7 separate regions of the Mus musculus genome follow, and regions 1, 2, 4, 5, 6 and 7 are each linked to region 3. Evidence: chromatin contacts called from public promoter capture Hi-C data. All regions are on one chromosome and are shown on one strand. The core of a region is the stretch at or near the end of the contact, and the rest is flanking DNA. Distances in the headings are between cores, read along the strand shown. Region 1 has its middle 6.8 kb from the start of Arhgap10. Region 2 holds the start of Smarca5 (SWI/SNF related, matrix associated, actin dependent regulator of chromatin, subfamily a, member 5). Region 3 holds the start of Mmaa (methylmalonic aciduria (cobalamin deficiency) type A). Region 4 holds the start of Prmt9 (protein arginine methyltransferase 9). Region 5 overlaps Prmt9 (protein arginine methyltransferase 9). Region 6 holds the start of Ednra (endothelin receptor type A). Region 7 holds the start of Tmem184c (transmembrane protein 184C).

The links. Promoter capture Hi-C pulls out the DNA fragments that hold promoters and counts their contacts.
Region 1: a promoter capture Hi-C map of liver shows a contact between it and region 3, with 2.3 times the contacts expected there. The contact joins the enhancer-like site here to the promoter of Mmaa in region 3. A contact is called at or near these places in 7 of 39 promoter capture datasets (3T3-L1-derived adipocytes, the C10 cell line, embryonic stem cells and 4 more).
Region 2: a promoter capture Hi-C map of neutrophils shows a contact between it and region 3, with 5 times the contacts expected there. The contact joins the promoter of Smarca5 here to the promoter of Mmaa in region 3. A contact is called at or near these places in 11 of 39 promoter capture datasets (cranial neural crest, embryonic stem cells, frontonasal cranial neural crest and 7 more), 3 of 484 Hi-C or Micro-C datasets (CD4 T cells, cerebral cortex and pre-B cells), 2 of 115 datasets of contacts at active chromatin or transcription factors (astrocytes and fibro-adipogenic progenitors) and 1 of 9 other capture datasets (liver).
Region 4: a promoter capture Hi-C map of 3T3-L1-derived adipocytes shows a contact between it and region 3, with 3 times the contacts expected there. The contact joins the promoter of Prmt9 here to the promoter of Mmaa in region 3. A contact is called at or near these places in 5 of 39 promoter capture datasets (3T3-L1-derived adipocytes, the C10 cell line, embryonic stem cells and 2 more) and 1 of 115 datasets of contacts at active chromatin or transcription factors (astrocytes).
Region 5: a promoter capture Hi-C map of embryonic stem cells shows a contact between it and region 3, with 4 times the contacts expected there. The contact joins the enhancer-like site here to the promoter of Mmaa in region 3. A contact is called at or near these places in 4 of 39 promoter capture datasets (the 3T3-L1 cell line, embryonic stem cells, hippocampal neurons and 1 more) and 1 of 115 datasets of contacts at active chromatin or transcription factors (large pre-B cells).
Region 6: a promoter capture Hi-C map of embryonic stem cells shows a contact between it and region 3, with 5 times the contacts expected there. The contact joins the promoter of Ednra here to the promoter of Mmaa in region 3. A contact is called at or near these places in 3 of 39 promoter capture datasets (the 3T3-L1 cell line, embryonic stem cells and hippocampal neurons).
Region 7: a contact with region 3 is called in a promoter capture Hi-C map of pre-B cells, with 3 times the contacts expected there. The contact joins the promoter of Tmem184c here to the promoter of Mmaa in region 3. A contact is called at or near these places in 5 of 39 promoter capture datasets (the C10 cell line, embryonic stem cells, maxillary cranial neural crest and 2 more), 1 of 115 datasets of contacts at active chromatin or transcription factors (astrocytes) and 1 of 9 other capture datasets (adipose tissue).

The regions. Positions count from the first base shown.
Region 1 is chr8:77,522,732-77,526,706 of GRCm38.p6, reverse strand. No RefSeq gene overlaps it. Among named protein-coding and RNA genes, the nearest start is that of Arhgap10, 6.8 kb to the right of the region's middle. Within about 2 kb of position 2,251, at least 13 of the 459 cell types and tissues checked have an H3K27ac peak or open chromatin away from gene starts, as enhancers often do. A contact at or near this core is called in liver, where this site is marked.
Region 2 is chr8:80,737,378-80,741,007 of GRCm38.p6, reverse strand. It overlaps Smarca5 (SWI/SNF related, matrix associated, actin dependent regulator of chromatin, subfamily a, member 5), which reads left to right and starts at 1,549. Exons shown (of 24, transcript NM_053124.2): 1 at 1,549-2,085. The coding sequence starts at 1,912.
Region 3 is chr8:79,292,328-79,296,272 of GRCm38.p6, reverse strand. It overlaps Mmaa (methylmalonic aciduria (cobalamin deficiency) type A), which reads left to right and starts at 1,312. Exons shown (of 7, transcript NM_133823.5): 1 at 1,312-1,359. Gm4890 (predicted gene 4890) reads right to left here and starts at 1,195. Exons shown (of 2, transcript NR_045823.1): 1 at 766-1,195.
Region 4 is chr8:77,547,106-77,551,000 of GRCm38.p6, reverse strand. Prmt9 (protein arginine methyltransferase 9) reads right to left here and starts at 1,604. Exons shown (of 12, transcript NM_001081240.3): 1 at 1,265-1,604. The coding sequence starts at 1,453.
Region 5 is chr8:77,577,705-77,581,152 of GRCm38.p6, reverse strand. Prmt9 (protein arginine methyltransferase 9) reads right to left here. Exons shown (of 12, transcript NM_001081240.3): 11 at 405-527; 12 at 1-119. Among named protein-coding and RNA genes, the nearest start is that of Prmt9, 30 kb to the right of the region's middle. Within about 2 kb of position 1,937, at least 11 of the 459 cell types and tissues checked have an H3K27ac peak or open chromatin away from gene starts, as enhancers often do. A contact at or near this core is called in embryonic stem cells, where this site is marked.
Region 6 is chr8:77,723,099-77,726,595 of GRCm38.p6, reverse strand. Ednra (endothelin receptor type A) reads left to right here and starts at 2,144. Exons shown (of 8, transcript NM_010332.2): 1 at 2,144-2,500. LOC108167319 (a long non-coding RNA gene) reads right to left here and starts at 3,011. Exons shown (of 4, transcript XR_003947564.1): 1 at 2,874-3,011; 2 at 65-97.
Region 7 is chr8:77,608,055-77,612,046 of GRCm38.p6, reverse strand. Tmem184c (transmembrane protein 184C) reads left to right here and starts at 1,394. Exons shown (of 10, transcript NM_145599.4): 1 at 1,394-1,944. The coding sequence starts at 1,822.

The DNA.
Region 1 (3,975 bases), core at 1,002-3,501, 1.8 Mb after region 3:
CAATTTATCAAGAATTACTGCTGTCAAAGTAACCTTACATAAATATAGGTTATAAAAACTTAACAAATTCAACACTTAAGAAGTCGGCACTCAGTCAACTTTAGGTCTGCTCCTCAGGGACGTCTCTTTCACTAGCATTATACAGGGATACTTCCATATCATTAAATATTTTCCTACATTGTAATTTAAAATATCTCCATAGCACTCAGTTACATGACTATATACTAAGTCACGTGACTGGTCCATTGCGGTCAAGTTCAGTCTTTAAAGCTTTGGCTTTAAAAAAATCATTCTGAGACTCAGGCACGGCAAGACACACCTGACCTGCACACTCCTGAGGCTACCGCCGCAGGGGGATTTCAAGCTGCAGGCCGGCATCTGCTCCAGCGTGACAGCTGTCTCAAAACCAAGAGCAGCTGCCAAGTGTCGGAGTCTCACTGTAATTATGATCATTTTTACAATTTTTTTTGCTTGCTTTTATTTTTCAAGATGGGGTTTCTCTGTGTGGCCCTGACTGTCCTGGAACTCACTGTGTAGACCAAGCTGGCATCAAAAAAATCACAAAAATCCACCAGCCTCTGCCTCCTGAGTGTCGGGATTAAAGGTGTGTGTCATCATTGCCAGGATATATACATATATATTTTTTTAATTAGAAAATTTCTCAGATGAATGAGCCAGAGAATGCAAGTCTTCATGTCAACATCACCCAAGTATTTCCAGTATGTTTTCGCAACGTATGACTATTTTCCCCTGCTCTGACTGCTACTATATTTCATCGGAAGCTTAAAAAAAAAGTGATAAAGTAGATGGAACACACCATTTGTCATTTGAAATACATTCCAGTACAGAACTCTTGAAGGCAGTAAATAGAATCATCATGTTGGGCAGTCACCACCATTTCCAGTTCTAGAACTTTCCACTGTCCCAATCTGGAACTCCATGTCCACAAAATAAAGAAAGAAATTCCATTCTTCTTCTAGTTTTCCAAGCTCCTCATTGGCTCCTGCTCCTCAGGGACGTCTCTTTCACAGTCTTTGTTTTAGAAACATTTGTTTTTATTTATGGTGTGTGTGTGGTGTGTGTGTGTATGTGTGTGTGTGTATGTGTGTGCGTGGCGTGCCAGCAGAGGCCACAAGAAGGCTCTGGAACCACTGGAGCTGTACTTGCAGGACACTGAATCACCTGATATTGGAGCTGAGCCTTAACTTAGGTCCTTTGTGAGAGCAGCCACAGCTCTTAACTGCTGAGCTATCTCTCCAGCTGTTTTGGAATTTTGGAGACAAGGTTTTCTGTAGCTTAGGCTTGCTATATAGCTGAGGTCACCCCTGGAGTGCTGGGACTGTCGGGATGGGACACTATGTGTGGCCTTCGTGCTGTTCTTGGAAGTATATGGTGTGTTCCTTGGTTCTCAGAAGGGTGGGCATACAGAGTGCAGTCATTCTTGGTTGTTTTCAGTCATCTGTGCCAACTCCGTACATGTGGCTCATACTGCTGGGTAAGTTGGAAAGCACACTCAGGTCCAGCAAACCTTCCCAAGCTTGGTCTCGCTATATTTATGTTATATAACACTTGTATGCAATACCCTTGGAAGTCCAGAAGAGGGTGTTGGATGTCCTGGGTTTAGAGTTCCAGATGGTTGTGAACCACTGTGTGGATTCTGAGACTCAAACCTTGGTCCACTGAAAGAGCAGCCAAGACTGTTAACTGCTGAGCCATCTCTCCAGTTCCCAAATCTTCACTATGACCATTATAGAAACATTTCATTTCAAAATGAAAACTCCATGGGAAAAATGATAAAGAATACATCTTATACAGCAGGTCAGCTCCAGGTAAAGGATGGGTCAAGCTTGGTTACTTACAGTGAAGTGGCCTTGGCCAGGGACAGCCAAATCCTGGCTTCTTTAGTAGACCCTCTAGGCTACTAGGTTCTCTCTCCAGGATATTGATAGACCGTTGCTGTATTTTGCTCTATTTATAGCAAGATAACCAACTGCAAATATTTGACGTGTTCCCTGAAGGTACTGAATATCTACTAACTACACATTGGCTGCAAGAAAAGAAAATGTAAATTCTGGCACTAAAGCAGAAAAAGCCATTGTGTTCAGTCTTGAGGTGTTAAAGAAGCCTGCCGAACAGAGCCTGCTGGCAAGGAGAGGCAGGTAGCCTGGGAAGAGGCAAGCAGCCTGGGAAGAGGCAGGTCTATTTCAACACGCTTGGCTGGAGTACGTGACCTTCGCCTCTCTGTCAGTGTTTTCCTAGGTTCAGAAGTCAAAGTCTTGGGAAGTCAGGGCTGGTTGCTAAGGTTAAGTCACACGCCTGGACCTTGGCTGTGGCAGGACCCAGAGGAAGACTTAGAGCTAAAGTGTCTGGAGAGCTGGATCCTCTAGCTGGAAGCGGGAATTTTACTGATACTGTATGGACATGCTAGCTGAGAGAACGGATCCTGGTGGAAACAAAGCTGCTGTTGGGCAGTGGAGTGCACAGCAGATGCTGGCACCTACCGGCACCTCAGAGACAAGAATGGAAAGCTACAGGGATCGGGCTCAAGAGCCTCGAGCTCGAGAGTGTTGGCCCTGCGAGCTGGTTTAGTGCTTTCCAAATGATAAGTGGTGGCTGTCACTTCCTCCCGTCTTTCTCCTCCTCCTGTCTTTTCCTCTTCCTCTTCCACCTCTTCTTCGCCCCTTTATGTTTCCCCTTAACTATACACACTAACATTTCTTTAGATAAATTGCAGATCGGAAGTTAATGATTCTCTGCATGGCTGAAGGGTAAGAGGACGCATGCTCATAGCTTTTTGTTTTCCATTTTACTGAAGTGCCAATAGACTCTCTGAACGAGCCTTTGATTGCTGTAGGTTGATTTTCCAGGAGCTAGATATTTGCCCAATTGAAAGTCACACTGTGGAAACCTCTCTAGGTCATACCAGGGGCACTTTGGGTGCTGAGCAAAACATTCTTGGCAGATAACTTCTTTTTCCTTTCTCACACAAATATGTATATAACCTTAGTTATATAATGTACATATTGTTACATATACGTGTTGTTAATATCTGGGCAAAACAAATGCCAAGGTCACTTCTTAGGCTAGTTCTTCCACATGTCCCAGGAAAGAGGGCAGCATTTGCCTGGGGGGGGGGGAGGGGTGGTGTCTGTGGGCATTCAGGAATGCCTGCTGATTTATTTAGACAGACATTTTTATGACCTGTCTAGCGAGTGCCCTCTCTTACCTGCCAAGTCTCTCTAAAAGCTCAGGATGGGTGGAGAAGCAATAACTATAGTAATGACAGGGACTCCGCCTGGGGAAGGCACTAGCAGTTCCATGACCTACATCTCCTTCAGCCACGTTCTTCTAGCTCCAAACTTGAATAGGTCCGAGTACCAGATTTTTTTCAGAGGATATGAATTTAATGTGGGTGGAGTGAGAAAAGCCGGCTCCCCCACGCCGCTCACCTCCCCACTACTCCTCTCTGCTTCATTAGGAGTGGTCACTTTTTAGCCAGGCTGCCAGGCTGGTACAGCAAGCATCAGTGTGCTGCTTACCCACGCGCTAGCTTATTCCGTCTGGCTCAAGTGTACAGCTGGAACTTCCAGACTGGGGACTTTGCAGTGCTATAATGGCTTGCCTACTCTTTGTCCTTAGTATCTGCTGGCTTGATGTTACAAGGTTAGTGCAATAGTAGAATTTTCTCAGGGTTCCAAGCTCTTTTAAGCTGTAATGTCTGGGAGCTCGGGGGAAAAGCAGTCTCTTGCTAGATATACTATGGATGTCAGAAACCTATGCTCCACATCCTTGTGGAGAGCAAAGAGCTTGGTGTGAGCATGTGGGATGTACCATGCTCTATTGACCCCATCTCAGCCCACCGTGCTCCAGCCACATGGCCCTTTCCAAAGCTGAGTCCCCTCTCTGAGTGTTTCTCTCCACATGATATCTGCATTTCAGCCTGCTAACCCTAATCCTTCAGGTCTCTCCCTCTCC
Region 2 (3,630 bases), core at 300-2,799, 1.4 Mb before region 3:
TCTGCCTCCCGAGTGCTGGGATTAAAGGCATGCACCACCACCACGTGGCTTTATACTACTTTTTAAAAAAAGATTTTATTTTGCTGGGTGGTGGTGGTGGCACAGTGTACACCTTTAATTCCAGCCTGGTCTAAACAGTGAGTTCCAGGACAGCCAGGGCTATAGAGAATAACCCAGTCTCACTCCCCGCCGGCAAAATATTTTTAATTATGCATATATGTGAGGGGGTTGAATCCCCTGGAACTAGACTTAACAGTTATGAGCTGACATACGGGTGCTGGGAATTGAACCAGTGCTCTTAACCTTTGAACCATCTCTTCCAGCTCCTTATATCTATTAGTTTTTGGAGACACTTTTAGTGTCTTTTAGTCTAGGCTGGCCTAGTAGCCAAGGATGACCGTGCCTACACTTCTCTAAGTGCTGGGATTTGGGGTACGAGTCACGGCATCCAGATTAAATAGTGCTAGGACTCAAGCCCAGGATTTCATGTATGCTCCCCAACAACTCACCAAATGAGCTACAGTATGTTAAACGAGAGCGTTTTCAGGTTCTCCATTTTAGTTAACGATTATTCGACTGGTTAAAACATTTGAAATTATATATGAATATTATCTATTCCAAGAAGTTTGAAAGTAACTCTGGAAAAGACTTTTTATTCAACATAGGTGGGGACTAAATAATGGGATTAATTAAGATAAAGATCTTTTGTGCCTGGGAGTAGGTGGGGGATGAATGGAACAGTGTTTATATTCCGTAGGATTCAGTAGCCTCCATGACAGCCTAAGGCAGGATAAAGAAGCAACACGAATAACGAACACTTGTTTCCTCGGTGTAGCCCTGGCTGTCCTGGAACTCGCTCTGTAGACCAGGCTGGCCTCAACTCAAGAGATCCGCCTGTCTCTGCCTCTGTAGTGCTGGGATTAAAGGTGTGCGCCACCACGCCTGGTAAACACTTCTTGAGACAAATGTGTATTTGTTTCATGCGAAAACTCGCCATCATTTGTCTGCCTTTATCTGCTGCCATTCTAACAGGGCAGCGCGTCTTCTGTCTTAACTTGAACTTGACAAACGCCGAACTCTCTAAACGAAGCCGACTGACGGAGCGAACACGCAGACTTTTTAATTCTGAGGTGATTTTTCTTCTCAGGCGTCCAACGTCACTTAACGTCACGCCCGTGAGCGAAGGCGGCAGGACGACGAAGGCCAGCCCAGGCCTTTGCTCCTTGCCTAACAGTCGCGCCGTTCCCAAGAGGGAGCCCTAGCGCGGCGGAAGACAGCGAGCCGAGCCGTTACGGGAGCGCCGAAGACCCAGCTCGCGTCACTCGGAGGAGCGGAGGCGCAAAGCACCGCCGACGCGCTTCCTCGAGGCCCCGCCCACTCGGCTCCACAGCCCGCTAGAGGCCTGGAGGAGGCGGGGCCAAGGAGGAGCATGCGCACGCGCCCTCGCGAGCCGGCCTTCTAAGGGGGAACGAGCGATCTCGCGAGGGTTGAGAGCGGGTGGCGTAGGTAGCTGTCCTGGTTGGCTGGAGAAGAGAATCCACTCCCGGAGAGGAGAAGGCGCCGGGAGGCCTCTGAGAACCTTCCGTTTTCCTTTCCCTTTCCCTCGGCCCTCCGCCTCCTCAGAGTCAGCCCGCCTTCCCTGACCTCCGTGACCCCGCTGGCCCCGCCCACTCCCGTCGACGTGATTCCCGCCGTGAGGTAAACGCCTGTGGAGCAGAGTCCCGCGGAAGAGGACGGCGAGGCGAGCGGCGCGGCTGGGCCGGCTCGGGTCGGTGGCGGAGCCCTCGCGCGTGAGAGCTTCCGGGCAGGTCTCACTCCTCCGGCGGCCCGGACGCCCGTGTCGCGCAGGCCCAAGCCGCTTCCCTCGGCGCCGCGCCTGCCCGTGGCCGCGGCGGGTGACGCAGCCGGAACATGTCGTCCGCGGTGGAGCCTCCGCCGCCCCCGCCTCCCGAGAGCGCGCCTTCCAAGCCCTCGGCGGCGGGCGCCGGCGGGAGCAGCAGCGGCAACAAAGGCGGCCCCGAGGGCGGCGCGGCGCCCGCGGCTCCGTGTGCTGCGGGCTCGGGCCCCGCGGACACCGAGATGGAGGTGAGCGCGGCCGTGCGCGGGGAGGGAGGGAGGTGGATGCTCGGCCGGCGCGTCTCCTGCTCTTCACCTTTACCTTTTCCCCTCGGTGTAGCTAGCCTAGCCCGACCGCGGATCGCTCTTACGAAACACATGTTCCTGATTACTGGGGCCGAGGGGACCCGTTTCCTCCATTGCCAGGCTCCCCCAGAACTCGCTCAATTTCTCCCGATTTAGGTTTTAGTTTGCACTAAACTTTGAGGAAGGCGAGGGAGATGCCCCTCCGGAGTGGGATTCCCGGGGCGAGGGGCGACGTTTCCCAGCGTCGCAGCTGGGGACTTGCGCCTCCAGTGCCTCATCCCCGTGCTGGCGGGGGCGGCATCTGTCTGTTCTGGGCAGAGACAATGGCGAGAGCTGGAGGGCCGAGTGCGCAGTGGGGATAAGCGGGGCGCAGCTGCTTGTGTGCAACGAGGGGAAGCCCCTCCCGGGCCCTGCTCCACCGGGAGGGGAACGAGCGTGACAGCCGCAGCACCTGTCCTGGATCCCCATCCAATTACGGGTGTATGCATGGAGAACTGAATGAATGGGAGCCTCGGGGAAGGATGATGGGCTTCTAGCTCTGCGCATTGCTTCCTTTTGAAGCCATTCGGAGGATTCGCTGTTGAACCACCTTCTTGGGGCTCCAGTGGGCCAGATGATGGTGACAATACTGGAGGAAGCGGGGAGAGAGTGGAAAATGGGGGAGCTGCCAGGCAGGTCTCTTTGGACATGCTCCCAGGCATTGAGTTGCCTGGGAACAAAGTTACTGCTTCCAATTTTTATTCTTGGCCTTGGCCTTGTTTTGAGGTATTCTGTAGTTCCAGTCTGAAGGAAGACTCCTGGGAGTTTTAATCCTCAGATTGGAAGCAATACTATAAAAGTGAACTTTAGTGCAGGATTTACACTATAAGGAAATGATGGTGCAGTCTGCATTACTTTTATGAGGCAGCTTGGGTGAAATAACGTTAATCTTTGAAACAACTTTTAGTGGGGAAGGTAGGTGTTAGTGTAATGCACCAATTTGAAGTGAATGCAGTTTCAATTTAAAAATGTACTTGATGCCCCCCCCCCCCTTTAAGGTTTTAAGTGGCCTTTTGAGTTTTTAGTGCTGTTTTACTTGGATTCTTAGATTTCTATTCCATGAAATAAAAGAATCTGGACACCAGTGACACTGGTGGCTTAGGCCTTTTAATCCCAGCACTTGGGAGGCAGAGGCAGACAGATTTCGGAGTTCCGAGTCCAGCCTGGTCTACAGATCGAGTTCCAGGACAGCCAAGGCTACACAGAGAAGCCCTGTCTCGAAAAAACAAAACAAACAAGCAGTAACTGACATAAACAGAAAAGAAAATGCGTGAAGAATAAGATTGAGAAAAAAATAGAAACTGTTGATATTCCTATACTGAGAAGACTCAGTTTACTCATCTGATTAATGAAAATACCACTTATTTTGTGTTTTCACATTTGTGTTTATATTTAAGTTTTAATTGAAAAATAGCAACTCAAAAATTAAAGTATTTTATTAGGGTTTAA
Region 3 (3,945 bases), core at 63-2,562:
ATGCATTACGTAAGTTGGTTGGTGAATTCCCAAGCCTTAATATATGGACTTAAATATGATATTTGTAATAACGAGGTCATTTCCAAACCCTTCCCAGTGCTCTTAGACATGGTGCAGCATTTGTTAAGGTCAGATTGTAAGAAAACTACTGTATCATGAATTTTGTATTTCTTCTTTGTAAATGTTTTAATAATTGCTAGGTACAAAGTTTCACTGGTTTTTAATTTTCAAAAATATTTTTATGTATCTACAAGTAGGAATGTGCTCTACATGTGTGCCTGGTGTTCTCAGAGGCCAGAGGAGGGCAGTGATTTCTTTGGAACTGGATGGCTGTGAACCTCCCTGTGGGCACTGGGAACCCAATCTGGCTCCTTTGAAGAGCAGCCAATATGTTCTTACGTTAATGTTAATCTCTGAGCCATAGCTCCAGTCCCAACAACTTTGCTTTTAAACATTTAAAACTTACGGTGGACGAGTTAAAGGAGCACTTACCGCTGCTGTTTAAGCTGCCTGTTTTTAACGTACTATCGTACCTTTCTCTGTCTCCACACACTTTCCTTCTGGACTGCCTGAAATTTGTAGGTCTCATGACTTCAGTAATTTTTTTTTTTTTAAATTAGCTACAGTGTGGCGCGGTGGGGCCCACCTTTAACCCCAGCATTTGTGAGGCAGAGCCAGGTAGTATGTAAACCAGCATGGTTTTAGGGAGTTCCAGGTCGGCCAGAGAGACCTTATCTCAAAAACACAAATAAAAAAATTAATTACCATTCAGCCCCAGTGCAAGGTAGAACCAGGTCAGGTGCTTTCAAGGGAGAGCCTGCCCACGCCTGGCGAACCTCCCCGGGCACTGCTGAGGTGGTGAGCACAGGCCTCTGGATGTGGGGCATAAGAAATATTACTACGAGTGCATCGGTTTTAAAGAAAGTGTGGGCCCCTGAGCCACTCAGAACTGCCATTGTTCGGCCGTGCATTTCGACTGGGGCTGGAGCGGCTACTCCAACAGGTGGCAACGTGCTCTGCAAAGTTTGCCTACGTCGTCCTCAGTGACCCGTCTCACGTTTCCAGGCGCGGAAGGAGTGGGCCTGGGCACCGCGGCCGCTGAGGGTTGGGCCGGGCCAGCCGAAGCCAGGACGCATTCCAGGTGGGGAACGCTGAGCCCAGAGCGGCCCTCACCACCCACTTCCCGCCCAAGCACACCCCGCCACCCGCGCCTGCGCCCGCCGCGGGACAGCCTTCGCTAAGCGACTGCGCCTGCGCGGGGCGTCGCGTTACGCCTGCGTGCCGCCGGCGGCGGAAGGAGCGAGCAGGGCGGGAGCAGTGGGCGGAAGGGGCGGTGCTCTGCTGCGCGGCCTCGCGAGGGTGAGTGTGGGGCCCGGTGCGCGCGGAGGCCAGGAGTCGGGGCCGCGGTGCGTCCTCCGCCCGGGGTCAGCCCCGCTGTCGGGGGCGCCCCCTGGAGGCTCGCGGGGGGCAGCCGAGGAGGATGTGGCTGAGTCGGGGGCGGGGTGGATGTGGTGGGGCCTGCAGGAAGGACTGGAAGGGACTGAGCGCTTTTTCCTTACATAAGAAAGGCGTCGCAGTCGCTGCTGTCAGGTTCTCGTGGGCCGGTTTGTGAGCTCGTCTCGGGCAGCGCGGAAGGAGCCAGGCCCGGAGGCTGTTCAGTGCTAAGGAGCTCCGCCTGCGGAAGGGAGCAGCAGACCCCTCAGAGGGGAAGGAATACAGATTTGCAGGTTATAAAGCAGGGTTCACTGGGAGTCACAAAGCGGTGTCTGGGTTGCCAAACACCGTCGCGACCGCGCCGGTAGCGTTCCACAGAAGACATGCCAACTTCAGATATGTTTCTCATTTGAAAAATGAAGGAGAGCCTAAGAAAAGGGTTTCTTACTGTCGCCTTTCTTAACAGTTCCCTTGCATATATTTTGGAGAACAAAGAAACTATAAAAAGTGGCTAAGCTAGTAGAAAACCAATTTCCAGGAGAAACAAAACGTTTGGAGGGTTATCTACAATGTCTCGAAAGTTCTTTGACGAAGTAAATATATTCAAGGAAATAGTATTTTTATTAGGATGGTTCTTTTAAGGCTTTGTTTCCTATTAGAGACTATAAACATGGAAAGTTATATAATCATGAGGAACGTAAATGGTGATTACAAAATGTGAGGGTGTCATAAGAATATATTTGGAATGGATGGAGCAAGTGAATGGTTGGAATTTGCCCCAGCTGATTGATGTCATGTGGGAAAAGTAGACATTTAGTCTTGCTGTATGTAAGAAAGGTGTTGAACATTGCTTTAAAATCAGTGCTTTAAAATCATTCATTGCCACGGGTCTTCTACAGAGATCTGAGTTTTCTGGAATAAGGAACAAGTATCTATATTTTTATGTGATCCTCCCGTTGGTTTTAATGTGATTGGTGTTGGGTTGAGTTAACAAGCACCCTCTGTGAGCCGGGTATCACCTAAGTTAGTATTCAGAATAATTTGATTTAGAGAAGAAAGATTTCCCCAAAGCCAGGATCATCAGGAGAGGATTTAAGAGAAGAGTGGATTTAAGCAGAGGAGAAATGTTGTAGAAGAGGAAAGATGAGACCAGTTAAATCTGGAATGTGGGAAATTGGGAAAGTAAGTACTAGGTTTGGAAGACCAAGTCTCCTTAGAGGAAGGAGGTCTGAAAGGAGAGTATGAGAAAATTGTGCAGCAGAAACAGACTATTGGACTTGGTTCTAGGGCATCAGTGTCACACAGAAGGCTTAAGAATGCTTGCAGTGGGGGCCCACTCCCCTAGTCAGAATGCCTGGAGTGGGGCCTGAGCGTTCCCTCTCACAGGTACTCCTGGTCTGGTTTGGGAGATCACTGTGCTAGGACGCGGAGGAATTTGAACAGAAGAAGCTAGATTCATGTTCCAAGATGGATCTTACTGAGCAGTCCAAGGGCACTGGAGAAAGAGTGGAGAAGGGCAGTGTTTCTCATTCTTGATCAGCACGAACTTGGCACCAGGTCCTGCCCGAGTGCACAGCCATTATTCACACTTGCTATTCCCCTGGCCTGCTTATATTTGCACAAGAAGAGCCTGAGACCATAAGAGGGCTCAGTTACCAGTGCTAGTCTCACTAATGCTGCAGATTTCCAGAGCAATGAATAACAACATTTAATGGTGAGAGGGTCCCAGCACAAATTGACCTCAGAGTAGAAATTTGGACATGTGACTCTTTCTGGAAATAGTGAAAGATAAAGTAGACAGGAACCTCAGAGAAGCCCTCCCGAGGCAGTGAGTGTGTTCTGTGTTACCCTCACTTATCAGCGACCACCTTAACCACTCTGTAAAACCATTTTAAAACTTGAAAGGGAGAGGTGAAGCTTTGAGCAGGGGTGGAGATGATAAGCAGGCTAGTGGTATCTGACAACATAGTTTCCAAATCAAAATCAGTTACACACCGGGTGATTGTGTGGCCTGTGTGTATTGTACTATATCATAGACACTGATTGGGTTTAAAATGCCTTTTCTTGTCATGGTAATTACTGACATTAAGAATATTCACTTGCTCAGTTCCAAGACAAATATCCCAAGTCAGGCCCTGCTGCTGAGCAAACTCCCAATGCAGAAAAGTGGGTATGGATCAGACTTTTAAAGGAAAAACACACATTTACAAGTGTTCTGCTTTCAAAATATCAATTAGCAGTCAGTGTAATGGAGTTATGGACTAACGTAAAATTATTACATATATTCTTTGATTCTGCGAACGAGCTATAGATACAGAGCACCCATGGTTTATAGTAGACTGCCATCTTAAAAGTTACCACTGTACATTGTGATGAGGGTTGTCAGGCTGGGGGAGTAATCACACTATGGTTCCTGGAGGATGAAGAGGGTTTTGTGAGATAATGAGAAAGAGCATGTCCCACATGGAAAGACTATGGTGACAGCCACTCTGGGAAAGAGCGTAGCTGCCT
Region 4 (3,895 bases), core at 355-2,854, 1.7 Mb after region 3:
ACACACTATTCTACTGCTGTCTACACAGAGGAACACACACTATTCTACTGCTGTCTTCTACACAGAGGAACACACACTATTCTACTGCTGTCTACACAGAGGAACACACACTATTCTACTGCTGTCTACACAGAGGAACACACACTATTCTACTGCTGTCTACACAGAGGAACACACACTATCTACAGCTGTCTGCACAGAGGAACACACACTATTCTACTGCTGTCTGCATAGAGGAACACACACTATTCTACTGCTGTCTACACAGAGGAACACACACTATTCTACTGCTGTCTGCATAGAGGAACACACACTATTCTACTGCTGTCTGCATAGAGGAACACACACTATTCTACTGCTGTCTACACAGAGGAACACACACTATTCTACTGCTGTCTACACAGAGGAACACACACTATTCTACTGCTGTCTGCATAGAGGAACACACACTATTCTACTACTGTCTACACAGAGGAACACACACTATTCTACTACTTTCTACACAGAGGAACAAACGACCCAACATACTAGCATATTTCCAAGTAAACCAACAGGTCCTGAAATTTCTTTGGACTACAAAAGCCTAATGCTACTGACATCTAGTGGGCAGAGGACAAACCGTGCTGTGAAACAGGAAGGAAGACACAGGACTGTCTGGTGCAAAATGTCACCAGTGTCAGGTTGAGAAACTCTGGACTAAACAAAGCAAGACTGTCCACAGCTTAAAACTGTATATGCAATTAAGTTACTTTTTGAAATTGAGATTCTAACATTAAAAAAAAAAAATACAGTAGTTCAACCGGTTAACTGATGCAAGTAAGACGAATCAACAAATATTAAAAGTTCCTTATGACTGAACACTTTATCCAACCTCAGGATACACAGCATTCTTTCTACACAAGATAATGCAACGCCTACAAGGCAGGGCTAATTTAAATTAGATACTGGAGGGGAAAAAGAACTACCCAGTCCTATCCCATTTAAAAGGCCTTTGGAATCTTAAGTGAGGCAGAAATTTTGAAACAGATGTGTGACAACTTTTGACTTTTGTTACTAAAACCTGGCTGTATTGAGATGGGCTGTAGGCTATAGTAATTCGATGCTTGGAGAGTCCGTCTCTGTCTCTGTATGTCTCGGTGTCTCTGTCTCTCCCTGTCTCTCGTCTCTGTTACACACACACACACACACACACACACACACCATACCCTGTTGTTCCTGCTCAGATCACAGGATTTGCTAGCCACTGAAAAAAATAAGGCCTCACCTTCACGTCGTCTTTTAGCTCTGGCGCCAGGCTGAGCACCAGAAGGTAATGGGCATAAGCAGTGCCGAAGTCCTGGTCACCTAGACAGTGCTCAGCACTCTGCAAGGACCGTGCCACCAGCCGGTCCCGGCCGGCCGCACCTGCGCCACCCCCGGCGCCCCGGCGGGGCCTGGGCCTCGAGTTCGGCATGGATAAGTCTCGCTCGGAAGCCCACGAAGGAGGATGGCCTCGTCCGGGAAAAGAGTCTCCACGGCGCGCTTCCCTGGGCCGGTCGCAGCAACTGGACGCACAGAGGCACTGGGTGCACACAGCAGGAAGCCCCGCCTTCCCAGCGGCGGACAGGGCTGCGCGCGCATCCTGCGGCGAAGCGCTGTGATGACGTCACACCAGGGAGCGCCCCGCGGCCCACTATGGTCTTGGAGTACTAGGCTGTAAAGTCATTTTCTGGAATGGGGTTTTTTGGCAGACTGCAACCAAAGGTTTCCACCCTCTCTCTGCCTCCTGGAGAGTGCGGCTGCGAATTCCAAACCCTGCTCTAGTCCTGCTTGTGCGAAGCTCCAGGCCTTCTGAATCTCATCGCACCAGACTCACTACTGCAAAACGAAATAAAAGCTCCTTAAATTAATCACTGTGTACTCTCCTAGTATTAAGTATTCTCACAAAACTCAGTGAGGTGGAACTTGGGATCACACTCTAAAAAAAAAAGGAAAAGGCCATCACGGAGAACTGCTTCAAGGTTGAACAGTGGGATGGGTACGGCCGAGTCTGAATTTCCTGATGACATGCACATTAACAAAGAAGACTGATGTCAAGTGTGGCCTCTAAGATATAAATCCAAACTTTTAAAGCAATGTATAGAAATTATAGCGAAAGCTATTTTTTGTTCCCATTTTGAAGAGATTAGCGGTGCATACAGTGGTTAACAATGTGAAATGGAGGATACACCATTTTGGATATTAAGCTAAAATTCTCCAGTTCTCCCAAGTCCATCCTTTATGTGTCTTTTTGCTTTCTCTAGTATCTTATTGTCTGATCCACTCTTGTAAGCAGATACCTATGTACCTAAGAAAGGTCTTCGAAGACAGGAACTAATCACAATTATTTGAATATGTACAGAACGACAATTTTAATATATCTTGCACTTGATGAAAAGTGTTTCTCCTGCTCTTTAATTTTGCCTATGTATTTTCCTAGCTATTCATATCGTCCTTGTTTGATGCTTTGTGTATTAAGCAATGTAGGATTTAACTATACAGTATTTAGTGAGATGGAAATACAGAGGCAGGCCTCTATACCTAATGGAACTGAGTAGAACATAAAGACTAATTGGCTTGTGGGAAGGGTTTTCTCGTTCCAGTCTAGCATCCCTCCCTTGAGACATTCAGACAGACCTAATAAAGCTCTCTTCCTGGCTTAATTCATAAGGGTGCTCTAACTATACAATGTAATAATCTAGAAAAGCATTTTACTTATATATACATAGTTAATGTAATTAATTGGCATTATCTAGAAACATTTAGAAATTATCTAAACCTTAAAAAATGTTATTACTCCCGTAAACATTTAACCAAAGATGTATAATGTTATTTGCATCCTGTATAATTTAGAGGTGATAGACTGAGGCTGGGTAGAGAGACACAGCCCAGTCCTTGACAGAGACTTTGGTTTGCAATGTTACAGAATCTAGACTCACCCAGAGTCCAACCTTTGGTCATAGCTGTGGGTGATTATCTTGATTGCTTTAATTGGGGTAGAAAAACTTACCTACTGTGGGTAAACACCTTTCCCTGGCTGCCATCCTGGACTGTATTAGTGGAGAAAGAAAACCCAGCAACAGTGTATACCCAGCACCCTCTGCTTCCTGACTGTGACAATGATTTGACCAGCGACTGCTGCTCTGGCTTCCCTACAATCTCTTTCTCCCTTAAATTGCTTTTGTCGGAGTCTTTTATCACAGCAACAGGAAAAGAAACTAAGAGAGAGAGAGTGGTGTTTGTTTGAACACTTGGTCCCGAACTGGTGGTGCTATTTGGGAAGATAGTAGAGTTTCCGGGGAGAAATTGGATCACTGGAGTCCAGCCTTGGGGTTTAGTAGGCTTATCCAACTCTCTTTCTTCTGCTTGGCAGTTCGATGAGATCAGCTATCTCTGGTTCTTGCAACCCCTGCCTTCTTACTATAAAGGATTGTGTTCCCTAAAACCGTACTCAGAAATAACCTCTGGTGATGGTTTGAATAGGCTTAGCCCAGGGATGGCACTATTAAGAGGTGTGGTTTCGTTGGAGTGGGTGTGGCCTTGTTGAAGAGTGTTATTGTGGGTGTGGGCTTTAAGATCCTCATCCTAGTTCCCTGGAAGTCAGTCTTCTCCTGTTTGCCCTGGGAACAAGATGTAGAACTTTTAGCTCTTCCTATACTATGCCTGCCTGGACTGAACCGCTGAACCTGTGAGCCAGCCCCAATTAAATTCTGTCCTTATAAGAGTTGCCTTGGTCATGGCATCTGTTCACAGCAGTGAAACCCTCACTAAGACAACCCCTCTTCCCATAAATTGCCTATTGTCCACAGCAACTAGATTAGTCATTCTATCACCATGTGAATTTCTGCTTCAGCTGAATTGCTTTATTTTGCAAACT
Region 5 (3,448 bases), core at 688-3,187, 1.7 Mb after region 3:
ACTGCAGCTTGTTTCCAGTGGGAGGCTTCACCTGAGGTGTCCAGCCTCACCTCGTCATCCAGGCACAGATGAAACCAAAATGGAACAGCGGTCACTCGACCAGACCTGCACACACGGACCTGTCGAAAGTAAATTTTGAACATTCCATCAAGGAAAGTTAGGTCTTTTTTTTTTCCTTTCTAATCAATATGAATACAGAAACTAAATATATATTTAACTCCTCATTCTAATTTAATTGTAACTAATTTTAAACACTAATATTTATCTAGTCTATGTTTGCATGTTGTTTAGAATAAGATTTAACTCTTCAAAGGAAATGATAGCCCGTGTAAATAAAGATAGTACCTTCCGTTTAAGGTAAATGTCTTGAAATGACAAGAGTGATCATTTGTAGCTGTCCTTACCTTTACTTCTTTATTGGAAGTGTTCAAATATGGAGTCATCAGATCCAACCTCAACAGCTCCACTGGTTGGCTTAAAGGGACACATGGCAAAGAAGATAAATCCAGACATACCCGGATAGGCACCTAAAAAGAGAGCCCACTTTCACTTAGATCATTTCGCAGTCAGCACTTCCTCTGCACTCCATCAGCTCCTCTGACAATGCTTCCTATGCCTCGGTATTTTGCGCATCAGTCCTAAGGCATGAAAAGCTAGGTTTGTAGGCAGGTTCAGCACCTTGGTGTGCTTTGTTACTTACAGGCTTTTTTCTTGGAAGGAAACACACTACACTTTCAAGTGGCCAAACCATTCCAAAAACATTTATACCTAGAACATGTATACTAACAAGCAAACAATGTAACATTTAGTATTTACTGTATTTGATCAGAGACACCAAATTCAGCCAGGCATGGTGGCTCATGCCCTAAATACCAGAGTCAGAGGCCAAGATAGCTCTGTGAGAGGCCAGCTTGGTCTAACAGTGAGTTCCAGAATAGCCAAGTCTAACCAATGAGATCTTGTCACAAACAAACAAAATTTCATCTGAACAGATTCACTCAGAAAAATGATCTCTTCTCTACAAAGCTGTGGTTCTTTCAAAATCTTGCCTACAAATTCAAGTCGCTGGGGAAGCTGCTCAGGGCTCACCCATGGCAGTTTGTAGCCAGGCCCAGGATTCTGAAGCCTGTTCCTTGTATGAACTAAGAAGATGGTGCTGCTCAGAGGGTGCTTTCCTTTCTGGGAGAGGCTGAGCTCAGTCTTCATGAGTGGCCGGATTCACCAACCTCTCCCAGGCACTCCAATCTTCCCTGGACTGTGCCGTGGACTCCTGTTCTCTTAGGCCAGGCCCTGAGACCCTCATTCCCACTTCTCCCTGCCTGGGACTGAGATGCTCACAGCTCTCCTGCATCGTACTGCCTGTCTCCACTTTTCTCAGCTTAACCTCCTAGCCTCCCCTGCTGCTATTACACTAAAGCTTAGCACCTTGCAAGCTCTCTATATTCAGTTCTCAAGCCTTTCTTTGCACACCGCTAGTGTGCCGTCCACTCTATGGTTTTAATGACATCCATGATACTGACTGCCAACTTTACATGCTTAGCCTAGTTTTCTTTGAATCCTCCTTATCCAGCTGCTCAATGACCCCCTCTGACACCTCTTATATACACAATACAGCTTACCACTCCACTGTTTCCCTACATTAAAAAATGGTAACTAGCCTTCCTGGTCCTTTCTCATATTCTACATCCAATCTATAAAACTCCCACCTTTAAAATCTATGCAGAAGCTCACTTGGCCCCAGGTCCAGTCTAAGCCGGTCTAAGCCAGTCTAAGCCAGTCTAAGCCAGTCTAAGCCAGTCTAAGTCTCATTGACTGTTATGGATGTCTCTGACTGGCCTCACAAATGTTTTATTCCTAACAGTCACCAAAGAGACTTTTCAACGCAGGTTGTTACATCATTCCACGCCCAGCCCCCTGTGATGCTGCCTAAGGATCCTGATTTACCCCATGGGGCATGTCCCACACCATGTCAGAGATTCTCATACTGGGCAGCTATCTATCTAGGGTGTGGAGTCATTTAATTCCATCTCTGGAATCAGAAATGGCATCCTAGGTGTTAAGGGCAAGGAGGTATCTGACTATATAGTGTTAATGCTGGAGTTAGAGGTCTTGCCCTCTTTCTGCCAAGGAACAGCTGAGGAGTTGGCTGAGGAGTCTGTAGTCCCTGTCTAAGCCCTGATCCTGAAGGAGAGGAATAGTTGTTAGTGTATTATATTCTTTTAACAACCTCTGATTCTGTTTCATTGATCGACACAGTTTTCTAGTGGTCAATCATCCTAAGAGAGGAGACAATACTAAGGCAATGGGGTAAATAGACTCTAAAGTACAAAACTGCTAAGGAAGGTTAAGGACTGTCTTTACATAAGTGGTCAAGTGACCATGATAAACGGGCCAACTGTATGGTGTTATGTATGTTCTGTAGAAACACAGTGGGTGGGGCTTAACCCAGGCATGCTCGTTCAAGAACACTGAGGGATGGAGTGCATTATCCCAGTTACATTAGATGAAAACCACACAGACCACAAGGGCACAGTGGTCATGAGAGGGAGACACTGTGAAAGGGCAACAGGACCAGCATCTTGTAGACCCTGACAGAATTAAGAGCTGCTGGAGTCGGGATCAAGTGGGAATAAAATAGAAAGATAGGGATTGGAGAGATGTCCTAGCAGTTAAGAGTGGTTACCGCTCTGGCAGATAGATGCCAGGGTGGCTCACAACCATCTGTAATTCTAGTTCCAGATCTTATCTCCTCTAGACTACATGAGCAATGCACTCACAAGATACACATGCATACAAACAAACACTCACACACTAAAGTAAGAAAATAATCCTTTTAAAACATTACAATAGAAAGATGGGTGGCAGTTTGGGACCATGCACAGAAACAGCTTAAACATCTCTACCTTGTGAAGATCACAAGAGAGAGATATTAAACTAACTCTAAAACCTTGGTTAGCCACACCCCCAACCCCCAAAAAGAGTAGTTAAATAATTTATTCCTTAAGTAGTCAAGGAAGACTTCGGGCATCCTCAAGAGCTGACTAGTTGGAGCCTTTAGACATCATTTCTCTGACTTTGTACTCAACATCCCACTTCATCCATCTTGAACCCCACGTGGCTTCCCTGGGCACTCTATCTAGACACACCTTATGCACACACATGTGCATCTGTGTGGGTGTCACTCTCTTTCTAAATCCCAGCGACTCCTTGTTTCTTAAACTGGTACTAACCTTCCCTCTTGAGCCCCACCCACCCCTGCTATGCAGACAGGTGGCCCAGACCTGGACTCCAGCTGCCCATGCCAATCAGTAGCCGATCTGAAGCTTCAATACAGAAATTCAAGCTTCGGATACAGTCTTCTGGATGCTTCTTTGTTACAAAAGTACAACTGTTTACTGCATGCCTAAAACCTCTTGTTGTTCTTTTATTCTATGACAGCGATGCAGAG
Region 6 (3,497 bases), core at 895-3,394, 1.6 Mb after region 3:
AAACACAGTGAAACGCATGAAACAGTGAGCCCCCTTCTCCAAGCCCCAGGAGTCACCAGCTTACCTTCTCTGTGGTTTTGACTATTCTAGGTCCTTTCTGTAAATGTGATCACGGCGTTAATTGAAACAAGCAAACAACAACAGAACAGCACAGAAACACATTCGAAATGGACTCACTCAAGCTGAAGTCCATGTCATTAAGAAGAAACTAAGCTGTCATCTGACCTTTGGGGGAATCAGTTAAACATCAAGGGTTTGGAAGATAACTCAGTGGGTGAAGGCGTTTGCACTGAAGCCTCACACTCAACTTCCCAAGGTCATCTTTCACCATCACACATACTCACACACATACACACACTCACACACACATACACACACTCAAACACACACACACTCACGTACAAATAAGCACATTTCCCAAATATGCCAGTTAGCTGGAATTCTTTCTCTCTGAATATTTAACACAAACACTAACCTGAAGTAACTTGATGCTAAACAAGCAGGCACCTTCCTGCTGATGTGTCTCTTGGGCCCAACCTTAGAAAAAACACAGACCAACATCCATTCTGTTTCTGTGTTCTTCAGCCTCACTCTGTCTACAACACCAACCTTGTTGCCCATTTTATACACATATTCAGGACTGGAATTGCTAGACCCTTGGTAATTTTAGTCATAATTATTTGAGGAGCACCATTGGGCTCCCACTGCTGTTGCCTCAGTAGTCAGGAGTTTGCCTCTCAGCACCCCTGACAATCCAGTTTATTTTCTAGTTTCATTTGTGTTTAAATAGTGACTGTCCTAAGGGATGTGAAAGAGAAATTTTTAATGCTTAATCCATACCACAGTGGGATCAGCAAAAGGTAGGGGGTCCTGGGGGTGCTGTTACAAAGACTAGCCTGACAGACATGTTCAGTTACACAGATGGTGCACTGTCCACGTGCCTAGTCACGGGGTGAGAGGGCCTGGGATCCAGAACATTTCACATACCAAGTTATGAACAGTCTTCTGGAAGAAGGCAATAACTTTTCTTCCTGGAAAATAATGTCAGCCTGCCAAGCTGTCGCCACAAAAGCGTACCCCTTCAGAGCTGACTGAGACAATTTTTGTGGATCCTTCCTAGAGAAACGCTAGATAAACACTAGATTAGTGGACAGGGTAATGCCTGCTCCAACAGTCCCAGAAGAATATTAAAATCCTTTCCACCGAGGTGTTCTGCTGATGGCTGTGACAGTTTTACAAAATGACCCCTGTCAAGTAGGGTCTCTGTGCCCTCACCCTTTAATCTGGAATTGGTGACTGACAGAATTAAGCAGAAGCCCCTTTGTGTCACTATCTGGACCTGGGCCTTAAGTAGGTGGCAGTTTCTATGTCCTTTCTCTTGGGATATTTGTTCTTGGAATCTAGCCACCACACTATGAGGAAGCTGTTGCTAAAATTCTTTCCCAGGGGCTAGATATAAGTCCTGTCTCTCCCTTCTCCTAGAGGTCCTAGAACAAACTGAGGTCCAATTCCACTATAGATACGGTAGGGAACCAATGAGGTCCTAGGGCATCCGTACAGCCAAGCCTTCTTCCCCAGGAGCCCTGATGTTTGGCCCTTATCTCTCCTCCCACTCCCCATCTTATCGTGACTTGACACACTCTGTGATAAAGACACTGCCTTCTGAAGGGTCTCCCCATTCATTGTCAGACATGATCATTTCTCTGAGCACACCCTAGACCCTTCCACAGACTCCCCAGCTCCCTTTTGCCTTGGGCTAAGGCTTAGTGGTCTTGCAGGTCAAATTTGAGCCAAAGACATGCTGTCCACCTGGGTTCCATAACTTCCTCTAAGGTGAGGAGTGCTAACAAGCTAAGCAAAGTTGACAGGAGACACAGCCCAAATTCCCTGGCTTCCCCTGCTGATCAAACTCTCCCGTACTCACGGGCTCAAGTGCCTCGAGTTTCTTCCTAAAACAGGGCACAACCTTGAGTCTGGTCTGTTGCTCTCTACTTTCAATCCTACCCATCCTAGACTAACCAACTTCTCAGGAAGGAAATAGTTAAAGATCCCTGCCCTTCAGGGCCTGGCGGGGGCAGCAGCTTTGCAGCTTGGTGGCTGCTCCCTGGAGGGCAGGCGGGATAGCGCTCTTGCAGTTAGGTCCCAGAGTAGAGAGGAAGGTCTAGGAGCCTGTGGAGTCTAAGGAAGATCGCGGGAGGCGTGTTCCTCCGGAGTTTGCTTTTCCTTGGGAGCCTCGCGCGCACACCCATCCCTTCTAGTCTGGCAACTGTGTCTAGGAGGTGGGGAGCCTCTCTCTGATCCACCGGACCATCGCTGGAGCTTGCAGGCTGAGCAAGATCTCCCCCTAGAGAAGCCTGGCTGTCCGGGGAAGTTTCCCCGAGCTGAGACTGTGCTGCAGCCCTGGTCACCCGCCACCCTGCGCGCCACCCTCGTTCTCCAGCTCAGGCTCCGGCTGGCCCGTGCGCGGACCTGGAGCTGTCTGCTTCCGAGGAGCTCTAAGGTCGGTGCAAGTCTTTCTTTTTGGAACCAGGGCTGGAACTAGGGATAGGGTCGCTGCCGGGGCAATCTGCTGGGAGGAGCAGGGGTGTCTCGCAGCTCCAGGGAAACGCAACAGACCGGCCTGGCACTTACCTCCCGGGACGCCCAGTGTGGGGCGCTTTCCTGGGAGACGAACACTGGGGGGAGTGGGGGTGGACACCGGACAAGACCATTGAGCTTTGTCTCGGATTTTTAGGAAAGGGGAGCCGGGAGTGGGAGGATCTTTTTCTCCACACAAGCTTTCAGGCGCATCAAGGCCCAGGGCGCTTGCTCCAAAGCCTCCTGGTGAAGTTGGTCTCTTCCTATCCTGCACCCTGAGTGCCAAGGACACTTACTGTGAAGAACCAACCTCTGTGGAGCCCTCCTCACACCACGATGGCAGCTGGGGTTGGAAATCTGCCTGCTGGTGGAGGTCTGGGCGATTTGCTCAGTGCTGTCCTGTCCTTTAAAGGGCACTTCTTGTCTTTCATGTGCAGAACCCTGGAACTGTTTGTAGATAAGCCACCTCTGATTACACCACCCTTAGTGGCCTCACCCCAGCAGACCTGGGGCGAAAGCATATGAAAGTCAGAGGATGTGTCCAAGGAGAGTGGATAATTTGTCTTCTCCAGAGAACAAAACCACAGAGAACTTGAAAAAAAAAAAGTTCTTGGTTTAATTTTTTTTTTCTTCTTGTAGTTGTTTCTGATTCCCACACAGCCATCAACTCATCTGTTTTTAAAGATTGGCTATGAAACACCTTGGCAACCATACCATGTAAATTACCTGCCCTAAGTATGTGTGCGGTTTGGGCGCCGTTGGATTTTCCAAATTACTAATGGCAAGTGGACATTTGCTCTGAGAATCTGATGTATTAACTAGGGAAAGCACTAAGGGGTCAGCTTTTGTATGCCACCAAACTCTAGACCCACAAAAGGAAAGATGCTGACTCCATAGACATGTCCTTCTGGTCTGAATGT
Region 7 (3,992 bases), core at 145-2,644, 1.7 Mb after region 3:
GCAGTAAGAGTGTGGCTGGACACACAGAAACAAGTCCTGTTAGACAGCCTATCCAAAAAGACTGCCATTTGCCAAGAAATAAGTAGTGGTGATAAGCTGTAAAGCAAGAGTTTTCCCTAATTTTCTGAACTTCAACAGTATACCAAGATTTCATTAATGGTTAGGAATTTCCTTAAAACCAACTATTTTAACTTATAGTGTAGACCAAACTAAAGTCCTACAGCCCCTTTAAGGAAATGTGCAAAATGGAGATCACAGGAGAAAGACTGCAGAAGTCAGACTCCAGGCTCTGGTAACTGAGGAATGTGATTTCATCTGTATACTTTGAGACTCTGGTCCATGACATTTTGTCCAGATGGCTAATAGGCAGAAGTCCCCTGGTTGCAGGTGATGGCAAATATTTAAACATCAAGCAGAGTCCAAAGTCAGAGAAAACAGCTCTATTACTTAATAGGTACTATTAATCACTTGACACTTTTCTCATCTGTGAAACAGAAAACTACCCATCGCTACTCGGTACTTTTATGCAGATCAACTCATACAAAATGGGTAGAGAAGTTAGTGTTTGATTTCAGAAAATGACAATATATGCAGTGTTCAGTGTCTAGTCGGGACTCAGATGTTTGCTTGTTCCCTTGATTTAGAAAGAATTTAAGATCCCATGTGTCATTGATCTGTAAAGCTATACAGCTAAAAGCTTTAGGTGTATAGAACAGATGTCAGAATACCAACCTTTTAAATCTTAAATAAGATTTTGTTTTTTTTTTAACTCAAGTTTGAAACGTGAACATTTCATATTGGCGGTTACTTTCAAAAAAGCTATTCTTAGAATGATTCTTCTGCCGGGTCTAGAAATTATGCAGACAAATTCCTCCTTAGGACCCTAAACTCTAGCAACTGACTGAAATCTAACCTATTCTGTCTTATTCCAGCGGGCTTCCCATTCCACCCCTAAAGACAACTGGGAAGCCTTCTGAGAAAAATAAAGCTATTTCAAGTTCCACTCCACAGTGACTGCCCCTCACTATGACTTTTCTTTAGATGGAGTAAAGTCTCAGGAATGTAGCGGGTGTTTCTGAAACGTCCCCAGTTCCTACAACTTTCGGAGCCCTTTTAGGGAACCACTTAGACTAGGTAAATTAGAGATGCCAGAAATCCGCCGCTACTCTCCTTCCTGCCCTTGCCACGCCCTCTCGGTAACCTAGGTTACAGCCACGCCCTCCTCCGTAACTGACCAATCACAATGCTTTGCGTTGCGGGACAAGGTTTAGCTCAGCTTGAAACTCAGAGCAAATCATTTGCTGCAAGCATCTGATCGGAAACGGAAGTGGAATAGTCGGCGGAAGATGAGTTCTGAAGATGAGTACTGTAGAGGTTCCAAAGCCGTGAGTGAGGAAGTTCTGGGCCGGGTCTTCCGGGGGCGGAGACTAGCCTGCCAGAGCTGGACTAGGGAGAGGGCTGGTAGGGTACCAGATGCAGGTCAGACCCCGAGTGCCTAGAATCCCTAGTTTACCCTGATAGTCCTCGGGGTCACGATGCAGCGGAGACTCTGGGTGACCTCCAGGTGAGGCGGAGGCGACGCCGCGGCGGCACTGAGTCCATGCGGGTTGGCCGGCGAGGATGCAGCCTGCACCTGCGAGCATCCCGAGCGGCCACCGCTGCAGCAGCCGCAAACACAGAGCGACCCGAGAACGCGGCGCCAGCGGCTAGTAAATCTTTTCCTATAGGGCGCCAGCGGAGAAGACAACCGAAAAAGCGAACTTGCCAAATTCTTGGTTTGGTTCGATTATTCAGCTACTCAAAGAGAATCTGTTACAGAACATGCCTTGCGCATGTAATCGGAGTAACTGGAGGAGATGGATCCGACCCCTGTTGGTACTTTTTTACGCAACAACCATCCTGGTCGCGGTTCCGATATGCATTTGGAAGTTTCAAAAAATGAAGGTAAGAGGGTCCTGCACCTCTACCCTTTCTTCCGCTGGTTGACAGAGTTCCTTTGTCTGCCTTCTAATGCTTGAGGTCTGAAAAACATTTCGTCTGTGGACATTAAACCAACCTGACTGGTTTTATTTAGCCGCTACAACTGGAGGTAGGTCCGGGTCGAGAAACAAATAGTTAAAGCACCTACTTACAATGGGCGCTTTCCCAATATTCATCAGTCCCAGAAAGAACTTTATTCTTGAAATCAGATCTGCTATGCAGGTACTAGGGCTTGACCAGACCAAATAAACCATCTTAAAAACTATGTTCTGGATTTTATAGGCTTTTAGCCGGTTTTCTGGAACCAAAGGATTCTTGTTAAATTGACTTTGCTAATTAACTTTACGTTTGAAGTTACAAGTTTTCTTTGTTTCTTTCCTTAAAATCTCCTGTAAACCAGGCTGTTCTGGATTTTGCTTTGTAGACTAGGATGATCCTCCTGCATCCAAACTTCCCAGTGCTTGGATTACCGGTGTATCCATCATTCTGTTTACTCAATGCAGGGATTGAACCCAGGGCTTTGTTTATTTGAGGCAAGCACTCTACCATCTGAGCTTCATCCCCAGACCTGAAGTTACTCCTTAACCAAAGCAAAAATTTTACAAACATCCCCTGTGTGTTCCTTTATATTTAAAAAAAAAAAAAGGTGTATTTGTTGGTGTGTTCGTGGGATGGTCCAGTTGTGGAGGTCTGAAGGTGGACAACTTGGAGCAGTTGGCTCTGCTCTCTCATCATAATGAGTGCTGAGGACTGAGCTGAATCTATCAGGGTTGGAGACAGGCACCTACCAGCTGAGACATCTCTCTGGCCCTCTTTGTTGATGTCATGTTGTGACATTAGTAAAGTATTACAAGCTGGATAGCTAACCTATGTCTATAGTATATCTATAAAGTGAAAACTTAGAATTAATAACCAAAAAGTACTTTTATTAAGAAACAGTTATTTTGGAAGAGTTATGGCAGACCAGGTAGATGCATACAACCCACCCCCCTTTGATTATGGAAAATATTTTAATCAGTGTGTCTAAACATATTCATAGGATCTTTTTGTTCACTAAATCTTGTTGGCTTTTCTAATTATAGTTCATATAGGTGTTTAAGGGTATTAAATATGACATTAAATATTTCTCATTTGTTATGTTTTTAGGCAATTTGAGATTTGTCCACCCAAATTTAGGTCTAGCAATCTTAATTTAAATGTAATTTCCTCACTTAGTATTCCTTGGAATACAGTATAGAAAGGGAAATGAAATGTACACAAGCATGGCCGCCTGAGCCTCATCTCTGTAACCCTCTCGAATGGTGTTTATGGCAAGATGGAAGATGGAAACAGACTTGCCTAGAAGCTCGACAGCCAGCCAGCCGAAATAAGAGACCCTGCCTCAAGGTGGAAGAAGAGCTGACTCCCCAGTGTTGTCCTCTGACTTCCACACCTGCACACCAACACTCACACACATAAAAGCACACGTTTAATACATATGTGTGTATGTGTGTGTGTGTGTTATATCAATCATAAACAGTGCTTCAACAGGAATTCATGTTTTACAGTCAGAAAACTATTTTGGAGTCGAATATCATGGGCGTGAGTGTGATTTCGGGTTGCAGATGGCCATGCTCTTGCTGAATCCTCACATGGCTCAAGCACCTCTTTTTGAGGTCATCCTCCCTGAGACTATGACCTCATTTCACCTACATCCCTTCCTGTCAGCCTTATCTCCAAGTATGGCCACTTGCACTAGGTGTTGTTTCAACAAATGAATGAGGCGAGGCCAGCCCAGTTCCTAGTGGTCAGACTTTACACATTGTCCACAGTTAAAAGAATGCTTGAGATTAAGTACAGACAGAAGGACCCGGCACCAGTGTTTCACAGGGATTTACAGAGAGGGTTTCTTTTTTTTTTTTTTTTTTTTTTTCCATTTTTTATTAGGTATTTAGCTCATTTACATTTCCAATGCTATACCAAAAGTCCCCCTTACCCACCCACCCCCACTCCCCTACCCACCCACTCCCCCC